Linked DNA regions of Mus musculus: region 1 is linked to region 2. The links are chromatin contacts, called in public promoter capture Hi-C maps. All regions are on one chromosome and are shown on one strand. Each heading gives the region's core, a stretch centred on a gene start, on an enhancer-like site or on the middle of the called end of the contact. The rest is flanking DNA. Distances are from core to core; before and after follow the strand shown.

What was found. Capture Hi-C pulls out chosen DNA fragments and counts their contacts.
Region 1: a promoter capture Hi-C map of pancreatic islet shows a contact between it and region 2. The contact joins two enhancer-like sites. A contact is called at or near these places in 3 of 115 datasets of contacts at active chromatin or transcription factors (bone marrow-derived macrophages and embryonic stem cells) and 1 of 9 other capture datasets (pancreatic islet).

What each region holds. Positions count from the first base shown.
Region 1 is chr5:117,456,977-117,463,022 of GRCm38.p6, reverse strand. All of the region lies in intron 1 of Ksr2 (kinase suppressor of ras 2), which reads right to left. Among named protein-coding and RNA genes, the nearest start is that of Gm42013, 24 kb to the left of the region's middle. Within about 2 kb of position 3,467, at least 7 of the 459 cell types and tissues checked have an H3K27ac peak or open chromatin away from gene starts, as enhancers often do. A contact at or near this core is called in pancreatic islet, where this site is marked.
Region 2 is chr5:117,379,122-117,384,947 of GRCm38.p6, reverse strand. Rfc5 (replication factor C (activator 1) 5) reads left to right here. Exons shown (of 11, transcript NM_028128.1): 5 at 344-417; 6 at 1,394-1,553; 7 at 2,088-2,169; 8 at 2,483-2,612; 9 at 3,035-3,112; 10 at 4,127-4,181; 11 at 5,042-5,803. The coding sequence ends at 5,138. Among named protein-coding and RNA genes, the nearest start is that of Rfc5, 7.0 kb to the left of the region's middle. Within about 2 kb of position 4,572, at least 22 of the 459 cell types and tissues checked have an H3K27ac peak or open chromatin away from gene starts, as enhancers often do. A contact at or near this core is called in pancreatic islet, where this site is marked.

The DNA of each region.
Region 1 (6,046 bases), core at 2,218-4,717, 79 kb before region 2:
CGTGTGTGTGTGTGTGTGTGTGTGTGTATGTGAACCATCTCTCCTGTCTCAAGAGCCAATAATGAGAGAAGGGTACAAAGCAATAACATTCTACATGTGTGAGCCGTGTTCATATGATGAGAACATCGAGGAGGACATGGGGTTGGGGTGGCTATGTCTATAGCCAATAGAGACACATTGAGACTCAAGACCTCAGCCATGCCGTAAAAGTCAGCAACACCCAACAGCACCTAAGGTACAAGTCACCCAAAGTCACTGCTGTACCGGTAACATGTACCCACAGTGACTTTTTGCCATGCCAAAAATCAGGATTCAAGATCTAACAAAGAGTTGGGGAGACAGTTCAGTGGTTAAACTATTTGGTGCCCGAGAAGCAATCATGGGGACCAGAGCTTGGTTCCTCAGAGTCCAGGTAAATGCCAGATGGTTGGGGTGGCCCCACATAATTCCAGAGACAGGAAACCCCACAGCAAGAGAGCAGGTGAGGCTAGCCATATTAGCAAGATCCAGGTTCAACTGAGAGACCCGGCCTCAAAGAATAAGTGGAGAGCAATCAGGGAAGACTGGACATCAGCTTCTGTCACGTGCTCACACATGTGTGCATGCGCACGCGCGTGCGCGTACACACACACAGATGCACAAGCACATGGACACATGGGCCCACATGTGAATACACGTGCAAACACACACTCATGCTCACACACATGCACAGGAACACATGGACACACAAGCACATACACACTGACATACATGCTCACACTCACGAATACACCCAGGAATACATGGACACACACTCATGCACACTTGAGCGCACACACACACAGTTCTAACAAGCCCCACTAACCCTTCTGCTTCCGTGCATTGCTATGAGAAAGCATTATTGACTAGGCAGCTTATAAACAACAAAAACAACTTTCTAATGGTTCAGGAGAAGAAAAATCCAAGAGCAGGCCGCTGGTGTAATCAGGTCTGGTGAAGTTTCTCTCGAGGTTACAGATACCCGACTTCCCGCTGTGCCCACACATACTGGAAAGAAAATGAGAGAACTCAGCAAATCTCAGCTACAAGGGCCCCACCTTAAGCTCTTTGACCACTGAGCATCCATCACTGACATCATGATGTCGGGGGTTTAAATGTCAACACAGGAATTTGAAGGGGAACGTCGACATCTGCTGTACTAAGCTTCCATGAGCACTGGGGAACAGGCCTCTCAGCTGATGTGACCTTGAACTTGCTCCGTAAAATGACTAAATTCTAAATTCTATAGAGACAGTGTTGAGCAACACAGAAGAAGTATCTCTGTCAACAAGCTGGTCACAGACCTAACTCCTAGAAAAATCCCAGGGTCCTTTCCCTCTGTCTTTCCCATGGGTCCCGACCAGTAAATGCTAAAACAACCTCACTTTTTCCAAGACCTGCTTCGAATGTCACCTCCTCCCTGACATCCCCGCCCCCACCCCCAGGCTCATGGAAGAATCCAGATGTCCCCCACCACAGACACACAAAACCAGGTTATGCTCAAGGCTCCCCTCTAACGCCATACAGGAATGCTACATTACTGTATGTATAATAATAAGATGATGCAGCTATTCAACTTGAGCACACACATGAAGGAACCACAGGGACATGTGCCCACCATGCCTGTTACTGCTGCCCTGCTCAGAGTAGCCAAGTTATGGGCTCAGTCTTGATTTCCATCAGCAGATGGATGGATAAAAGGAAAGATACTGTGACGTGGGGCTGGAAAGATGGTCTAGAGCACTCGATGCTCATACAGAGGACCCACGTTCAGTTCCCAGCACCCCACACAATGAGTCACAAGCACCTGTAACTCCAGTTCCAGGAGGTCTGGGCGCCCTCTTCTGGCCTCCATGGGCAGCAAACATGCACACAGAGCACATGTAAAGAGGCAGACTCTCAAAAACATAAAATAAAAATAACTAAACCTTTAAAATAACAAGAGAAAATGTGATGTGTGTGTGTGGAGTTTATTCTGCCATAAAGAAGAAAAAATTGAGCTGGTAAGATGGCTCAGTGGTTAAGAGCTGTTCTTCCAAAGGACCCGGGTTCAGTTCCCAGCACCCACGTGGCAGCTAACAACTGTCTGTGATTCTAGTTCCATGGGATCTGACACTCCCACACAGACTCACACAAAGGAAGAGCACCAATGCACAGTCAATCAATAAATAAAAGACTTGTTTTTAAAGCACAAAAATTTGTCATTTAGAAGAAAATGGACATTATTAGAGATCATTATATTAGGTGGAATAGGAAATGGGGGCGGGGGGAGACAAATAATAAAGACAGACAATATGTGACAACAGAAAGGGCTATTTAGGAGATGAAAGGAAGAGGCGATGTTGAAGGGGAGGACAAGAGAGAATACAAGGTGATAATGGCGAAAGTACAGTGTGTACGACAACGAATGTGTCATACCGAGACCGCCACTCTGTGTAACAAAGCATCCTACAAAAATGATGACGTTAGGGTTATGCGCCCATGGAAGAGCATCTACTGCGCATGCACAGGCTACAAACATGGGCGTAGTTGATGACGTTGGACTTGTGAGCCAATGGAAGAGCATCTAGGAAGCATGTGAGGTCCTAGGCTCGACCCCCCAGCACCAAAATGCACTGCTAAGTGAAGGTCACCCCATAATCCCGGCATGAGAAGCTGAGGCGGCAGAATGGCTGTGCGTCCAAGGCCAGCCTGAGCTACACAGGGAGACTGTGTCTCAAAATAAGTTTTGCTTCAGCTTTTGAGATACGGTATCACTCTCTGGCCTTGGCAGGCATGGAACTCGCAGAGATCTTCCTGCCTCTGACTCCTGAGTGCTGAGACTAAAGGTGTGTGCACCTGCATGCCTAGCTGGGGAGTCTTTTGTTTAATTTGGTTTTTTGTTTTGTTTTGTTTTGTTTTTGTAGATTTCGTTTATTTTTATTTTACGGGCATAAATGTTTTTGCCTGCATGCATGTCTGCACACCGTGTTACATGCCAGGTACCTATGGAAGCCAGAAGAAGGAGGCTCAGATTCTCTGAAACTGATGGTTGTGAGCCACCACATGAGTGCTGGGAATTGAACCTGCGTCCTCTGGAAGTACAGCCAGTGCTCTTAACCGCTGAGCCGTCTCCCCTGTGCCAGCAGTGTTTTCAAATAAAAATTTAAGTTTGTATTTAAGTGTGCATTGTATTATTATATTTTTATAATAATATAAGTTTTATAATAATATAAGTTTTCAGAATGGAACCTGGGCCACGTACCTGCTACGTGACCTGGACACCCACGTTAAAAGCCAGTTCTACCTAGGGCCCTCAGCGGCTCTAACTTATAACACAGTTGGCACGGAGCCACACCACTTTAATTATCACAAGCTAATGAGAATCAAACTTCAGCAGATTCAATACACAGGATCCCGCCCAATCCCCTGAGTGAAGACCAAATATAGTCACTCCTATGGTCCATTAGTCCTCACTCCTCAGAAAAACTAAGCCACCGACTGCACAGGCCTGAGGCTCACCAGGGACCAAATGACCCACACAAGAGCAGGTTGGACCCACTGAATTTTAATGAACAGTTTATTCTCAGCAAAATATCTGCATCGTTGATGTCGGGCAATGGCGTGACCTGGTTTTGTAAAAGCACCTGTATTGGGTTTGGGCATGCTGGTGAACGATGAATTAGACGCTATGCTATGCTATGCTATGCCTTGGTGTGGATGTGAGAATTTTAACCTGGGCTCTCTGGATGCTTAGGGATGGACTTTCCTTCATTGTGGTCAGCTACGCTGCTCGCCATAGGGTAAGGATTAGCCAGCCTGCTCTACGCACCAAGTCTGATAACATAGCCTCAACTAGATCATCGTCACAGAGAGTCTCTAGACTTTGATAAATATCCCAGGCTAAGAACAGTTCTTGCAGGCCACCAAGAAGACCCGGTAGATAAAGATATCTGCTGCCAAGCCTGAGAAGCAGAGTTCACCCTCTGGGCCTCACGGGGGAGGAGGGAACTGTTTCCCCCAGCTATCCTCTGACCTCCACACACAGGCTGTGTGCACGCATGAATGACTAAATAAATTATTATAATTTAGTAAGAGTACGTTCACTTGTGTCGGTAGCTATTTAAGTAACATAAGAAAAACAATAACATGTAGGAGATATCTGAGACTTTTTTCCTTTATTAATAAAGGAGCAAGGCTTGAGACGCCCCACCTGACACAGAGCTGCACCTGGGTGGGACGCTTAAGGTACAGATGCTGCCTGGGAGGCCAGGCTCTGAAGCCACACCGTGCGGCCTCTTTGTGCTCTTTCTCACCTCCGTAGCAGAGAACCAAGATGAACCGCTCTCACAACCAACCCCCTTTTCAAGTCACCTTAGTTTGAAAATGAGGAGAAATTGCGTAAAACCTGAAACCCTGGCTGGAGCTTCTGCACCATGACCAACACCCTCCACCCCCCACCCTCCCCAGACCATGATCCTTATTCTCTTGCCCCTGTAGAAGCAACTCCACTGGGGATGGCTTTCTGAAGAAAAGAAGAAAACACGGGCCCACACGGGGTTTCCCAGATTCTGAGGCAAGGGCAGCAAGACCCTGCATCTATTCAGGAGGCATGGCTGAGCTCCTTCCCTGGGGAGACATAAACAAATGCAAACATGGCTCCTCCTTACAGAGCCAGATGACAAACTGAAGTAAGATTCCATGAGAGGGAAACTTGGGGAACTCATGAGTTTATTGTGCTCCCTTACAAAGCAGGTGGGACCCCAAAGCGGCCTCACCCAGTATGGACTAGCGTACCCCAGCTGCGAGTCTCCACTTCAGTTAGTCTCCCACGGTTAATACTCCAGCTCCCCGGAGACTTGCCATCTGGGCAGAATTATATCCTTATACCTGGGAGGTTCGGGGAGAGCTGGACTCGCCATTGAGGGTCCAGTGATCGTCCCCACCCCACTGTCTCTAAGGGAGGCCCGTAGGTCCAATCAGGCTCCTGCCAGTGGTCGCAGTGGCCCTGATAGTATTGACAATTGCAGTGGACAGAGATCAGCCACTGCCTTATCCATACCAAGAATGCCTGGAGCCTTTTTGTTTGCTATCCTGAACTCTGCACCAAGTGTGCCTCCGGCCATGCTCTGCTCCTGACCCTGAACTTTCTCGTCTCCCATGCTTGACAATATTAGACTCCAGCCACAGACCCTGCCCACCCGGCCTACCCAACCCAACCCAGTTCTCCCCTCCTCTGCCTGCCCGCAACCCGCCCCTGCTGACCCTCGCCCTGCCCACCTTCCCCTGTCCTGTTACCCTCTGTCCTCTTTGTCCTGCTGGTTTCCTAATTTTACCTGTTTGTTTTTTAAATCACACCTGATGCTGATCCTGTGCTCGCTGCCAAAGAGCCAGAGTCCCCAGGCTGCACAGATCCACAGCAAGAAAGAAACGGTCCATATTTCCCATGAGACTCAAAGTACAAGATTATTAATCGGGATTTTTGCATCTTCGATAGCTCTCAGCTGCCTTGAGCAGGGAAGCAAGGGACCAGGTCAAGAGGAGCCGAGCGTGGTGCATCAATGGCTCTGAATATAAGAGGCCAGATGATAAATCACCGACGGCCCCTGCCCAGCTTGTGATGACAAATGGCCAGACAGACCCTGGGCGGTCTGTGGTGGAAAAGTGACTACGGAGACAGAGACTGAGACTGTGGAAGCCGCTCACATCACTCACTAACCCATGGTTCAATGACTTCATCGGAGACCCACACTTCTGAGCTGGGAAGACTGGCCTTACAAGTGTGAGGGTCAGAGGTCAGAGCCTTGGCAGCCCTGGGAAAGCTGGTGCCCGGTGAGGTAAAAATGAGAACCAAGTGGACAGCTGGGCTGGTGAGCTCCAAGTTGAGAGAGAGAGAGAGAGAGAGAGAGAGAGAGAGAGAGAGAGAGAGAGAGAGACAAAGACAGAGACAGAGAGACAGAGAGATAGAGAGACAGAGACAGAGAGAAATATTGAGGAAGATATCCAACATCAACCCTATCAACCTTGGGTGTCCATTCTCTCTCTCCCT
Region 2 (5,826 bases), core at 3,323-5,822:
TGTGATGTGGCATCGGCACACACACAAACACACACAGGAGTAAACAGGCTTGGGGGTGTGTGTAGCCCTGGGAACTGTTTGTGCTTGACCTACTCGCATCCCTGGATTCTAGTCCCCACAAGCAAGCAGCTGATCTAGGATACTGGGAGGAAGACTAACAACTCAGGGAGGGATTTACCTGCCACATCTAAGGGATGAAATTGACAGGCAGGTGTGGATGCAGTTATCAGCCTTCATCGGGGTCTGAGAAAGATGGACATGAGGTAGCCCAAGTGTGAAGATGGAGGCTCAGCCTGGTGTGGAAGGAAGCTGAGGGAACCTCCACATGCCTTTGTTCTCCTAGGAAAGGGTTTAAGCTTGTGATCCTGGACGAAGCCGACGCCATGACTCAGGATGCCCAGAACGCCTTGAGACGAGGTGAGGTTTGCTGCCCCATCTGACGGGTTGGCCAAGGAGTGTAGCAGGAGGGCCAGGGTTTGTGGGTATGAGATTACCTTCCCATCAGGAGGCACCTCTTAGTCCCAGTGATGCAGACAAGGCTGCCCGTAGCGCCCTCAGGACGGATAGCCTCTGTCATCTCATCCTCTAGGGCTGGCTTCTGTTCTGTGTTGGAAGTCTGTGGCATTCAGTGGAAATAAGGCTTACGCTCCTCATTCACTGTCAGATCCTCTGCCTTTGGTAAAAAGAAAAACCCATCAGGAAAGACTGAGTGTATGAGTGACTGTGGTACCGAGTGAGCCCTGTGTTTTCCTGTGGAGTGGGGCTGTAGCCACGCCTGTTAAAGACCCTTTGTGAGCAGCTCCCACTAACACTGTAAGGGAATCTGCTGGGAGGGAAGAACAGCTTCAGGAGCCTGGGGAGACGAGACCTGGGAGTGAGGAATAGGAAGTGGGTTGAGGGAATAGGATTTCTTCTGGTCCTAGAGTGCTGACATCCTTCAGCACCTTGTTCTGCTGAGTGACTGTCTGTGGGCAGATCTGTGTGGGGACACTGGTGCCCTGTGCATTCCTAAGTGCTGGCTGTTGCTCACTGACTGCTCCTAGACTTTCAGACATGGGCTGCAGGGAATTGTGCGAATATTGGACAAGACTGGGGTGCTAGTGTTGTGGCAGATGATAAAAAGATGCATTTGTGCATCTAATGGTACGTCTACTAGCTTTGCAAGCTGTGTGTGATGACTCGTGCCAGTACAAGTACTCCAGAAATGGAAGCAGGTAGATCGCCTGGAGTCTGAACCAGTGTGGGCTTCACAGAATGAGAGCTACACAGGATGGGGGTTAAGCTGAACCTGCCATGTCCCATAATACCCTCTACCCTACAGGCAGCTTTCTCACTTAGTATCATTAAGCCTTCCCTGGGTCCTCTTACGTGAAGTGTTTGGTTTCTCTCCCAGTGATTGAGAAGTTCACAGAAAACACCAGGTTCTGCCTCATCTGTAACTACCTGTCCAAGATCATCCCTGCCTTGCAGTCTCGGTGCACGAGGTTCCGATTTGGCCCTCTGACACCCGAGCTCATGGTCCCTCGACTGGAACATGTAGTACAAGAAGAGAAGTGAGTTTGCTTTACAAGAAGGAAGAGGGAGGGTTTGGGGAGTGAGCGGCAGGCAGGGAAAGCCCCGGCTGGGGCCTCCTGGCTGCTCGGGCCCTCGGTGTTCTGCCTCCTGAGCCCTTTTGATTGTTCTTGACCCCCACCTATATTCCTGCAGGCTGTCGCCTCTCTTTTGTCGTGGGAACTGACTGTTGCTGAGTCCTTTTGTACGTGCTGCCAGCTGGCTAGAAGGGAAGGCTCTGAGACATCCATTCTGGGTGATGAGATGCCCAGCTATATCCTCTTTCTTCCCAGAAATGTCTCTCGGCAGCCACTTCCTTAAAGCCTTGGTCCATAGTAAAGCTCTGGCTGGGGTCTGGCCACTCATGTGACACATGTTCCTAAGCACAAGTAGCTTAGATGTGCAGGAGAGTGCTGTCCCCTCCATTTTGGTGCTTTCCTTCCTTGAAGCTTCATCATTCAGGGCTCACGTGGTGGGTGAAGTCTGTGCTCTTGCAGAGGGGGCTTTAGTTAACTCTTCTGCCTGTTTCCTTTTAGTGTGGATATAAGTGAAGATGGAATGAAGGCCCTTGTCACTCTGTCCAGTGGGGACATGCGAAGGGCTTTGAACATCCTTCAGGTACAGTCACACTGCAGGCACTTAAACCATTGCTTCAAAATAGTTTTACAGGAAAGCCAGCCAGCTAGTCCACACGTTCATTCAGACTCCTAGTAAGATTCCCCTTGCCTGCACTAGCTCCCTGCCTGTGTGTTCTGATGGGAAGGCTCTGCGCTGCTCTAAGCTATGGGAGGGCGCCACATGCTGTAGTGTTCACAGCAGAGGGCAGCCCTTCCAGTGCACAGAGTTCAAGATTCCTTCCCACTGTGCTTGGCCTGTGCCTTGTCACTGCGGCAGGGCAGCTGCTGACAGCCCCTGGGCCCTCCTCCTGCAGAGTACCAATATGGCCTTTGGGAAGGTGACAGAGGAGACTGTCTACACCTGCACCGGACACCCACTCAAGACGGACATTGCCAATATACTGGACTGGATGCTCAATCAGGACTTCACCACTGCCTACAAAAGTATCCTTTTGGGCAACTGCTGCTAGGTTTAGGGCTCAGGGTGGCCAGAAGCCCAGGCTGCAGCCAGCACCTATACCTCCCAGGTGACAGGTGTCATCCCCAGGCAGAGTGCCCTTCTCCTCCTCAATGGCTGTCCGGAGCTTCCCCGTTCACAGTCTAAGCGGACTCACTGCCTTGTTGTGCAGTGAGATGAGAAGCTACAGGCGGCTGTGTTACCCTCTGAGCTGTCTGCTCTGCCAAGGCGGGGCTATCCCTTTTAGAAAAGCATGTTGAGGATCACATGGGGCGAGTTAGAATGGGGCCTGCTGCTACTGTCCTGGGATGAAGAGCCCAACTGCCAGGTCGCCACTAGGGGCTGGTGTGGAAGCCTCCCTGCAGCAGGTTCTGGAATGCTTCCCCTCCCCTTAGCTGCTCCTCCCCAGACATCATGGAGCTGAAGACTCTGAAGGGCTTGGCGCTGCATGACATCCTGACAGAGGTTCACTTGTTTGTACACAGAGGTAACTATGTGGAGCCGGGAGGAGGCACAGCTTTGGGATAGCTACAGAGTGTGACATCTTTGCCTCAGAGCAGAAACGGGAAGACAGTGACTGACCCTTAATCTTGAGCAGTTCTGAATGGCTCTGTCCAAAATCTTTGTAATATCTGTAACTGATAGGGTTAGTGGAAATGAGCCCGTGGAGGCTGTACTGTACATTTCATTCTCATTACAAGCTTCCCACACCAGGGATTGAACCCAGGGCCTTGCGCATGGGAGACATGTGGTCTACCACTGGGCTGTCTCCACTGAGCTTATTTCTGGGGTCCGTACCCAGGACTGATGCATCCTAGACATTCAGCAGACTCCAGCCTCTAAGTCACATTCTAAGATGCATCCCACAAAGGGGAAAAGATGTGTTCCTGCAAACTCGACAGTCTCCAGGAAGCTGCCTTTAAGTTCCTGCTTCCTGCTTCATTTCAGGGCTCAGTCTCAGCATAGGCAGAACCTGAGAATCACCCGAGATGATTCAGAGTGGGGAGGGGATGCCAGCCTTCGGAAGCTTTTGTCTCCCAGCCGCCACCTCCAAATGGAGAGGCTCTCAGGTCCCCAGTACTGTGAGCCTGTGTGGAATCTGTTGCTTAAGTTTGTCCTCAAAACTGGGTAACATGAGCTTTCTGGTTAGTGTATAGCTGTCACCCACTGTGGACAATGCTGACTTATTCATGTTCTATGACCACTGGGGATGGGGCCATGTATGTTTGTGGGGTCTTTATTGGTGGCATAGGAGATGGAACACTTCCTGAGCTGCCCCCAGCACGTGTGTGATAAAGAGCAGTGGCGCCCACACCACGATCAGCTCATCCGTCTCATGATCTGTATGCATGGGTCTGAGGGATGCTTGGGCTTGTCAGAAGTCGTGTGTGTGTGTGTGTGTGTGTGTGTGTGTGTGTGTATGTGTGTGTATGTGTGTGTGTGTGTGCGGCCCGCCCGCCCGCAAGGTAATCTCACTCATTTGATTCTGTTTTTCCCTCAGTTGACTTTCCATCTTCAGTTCGGATACACTTATTGACCAAAATGGCAGACATCGAGTGAGTGTGTTCCCAGTTTCAGTTCTTTGGCTGTCCCCTCTTCTTTGGCTGTCCCCTCTCCTGTTGTAAGCTCTTTAGTTTCAGCTTGTGTGCCATTCACACAAGTAGTGGGGTAGTGCCAACTGCACTGTGGAGCAGGCTGTGTGAGGATGATGAGCGCAGAGCGGTCCCTGCCTGAGCTGAGCTCCTGGCTCTCCTCACACCGGGCATGCAGGTCGTCTGGAGATGGCCAGCTACTCCACTTATTAAGGCAATGTGACATACAGGAGCCCAGTGGAGAAAAACAAACAGACTCAATTTTTCACTTTGCCCAGCTCAGTAAACACTGTCATTACTCCCCAGCGATTCTGGCAGCTGTCATTAAGTGGACAGCACACTGGGCTCCAACCAAATACTAGTATCACAAGCTCCAATAGGCTGTCACTTGCTCATGCAGGCAAAGTAGGTCATTTCCTATCACTGTGTTGGGAGTGACAAGTGACAAGATGAGCTGCTGGTGTCCTGCTTTACTGCCCTTCAGTGAACCTGCAGCTCTCTGCTGCAGTGCCACAGCCGAGGGGAATCTGCAGAGTTCCTTGTAGCAGTTCCTAAGCCTCCATCCTGTGCACCCTGCCCTGTCTGTCTGTAGAGGGCCGAGTGCAACTCAGAACCTGCTGGTGCTGGGTTTCTAATCCGGCCTCGGCAGCTTCAACCAAGAGAATGTTGGGGAGAAGAACGTTGGAGGACACAGACGGCAGTGCTAACCAGGGTGGGTCTGTCCGCTCCAGTGCCTCCATGGCAGGCCATAGCAGCTCCCACATTCTCACCCTTATAGGCAGGGCCTGGGTGCTTTATACTCAACTTGGGTTTGTTATTCCCAGGTACAGACTTTCTGTTGGCACCAGTGAGAAGATACAGCTGAGCTCCCTCATCGCCGCTTTTCAAGTCACCAGAGACCTGATAGTTGCAGAGGCCTAGAAGCTCTGAGGCCTGGCCCCTGGGTGACTGGAGGACAGAGGACATGCTGCCCTGGGCCACTGGATAAACCCAGTCACAGAAGTCTCTCTGCAGGCATTTAGGTACTGCTCTCTGTGGCTGTTTGGAGCAGGGATGGACAGGGCAACTTTAATCCATAATGATCGACACTGCTTGTCTTTATAGGGGAAACTACCCTGTCCCGTGGTGAGGGCTGCTTCAAAGTCTTTACTATCAGTCACTGGGATGACAAATTGGCTGCAGCTGAGTTGCGTCCTGTCTTCCAACTCTAAATGGGTGCTAGTAGGTTTCTAATCAAATATTTTATTACAAAATTTCAAAATCAGTCTTTTGCCCAAAGTGCTGACATGCCTATAACCTCAGGACCCAGGAGGCTGAGGCAGAATTGCCAGGCAGCTGCAGGTCAGCCTAGTGAGACAGACTCTGTCTCAGGAACAATGCAGTGGCCTTTCCCACTTTTAGAAGGCTTGCCAGCAGGTTCCAAATTCTATTGTGAAAATAGGAAAGAAACTACAACAGTTTGCCTTCAGACTGCACACCTCACTTGTTGGGGGGAATGGGGCACTGCAGACGTTCCTGCCGCACTGCTGGGCTGTGTTTTTACCAAGTCCTTCACAGGAAGAATAAAGCGTGTGTTCAGAGTTTAACCGTGCTGGGCTGTCTACCTGCA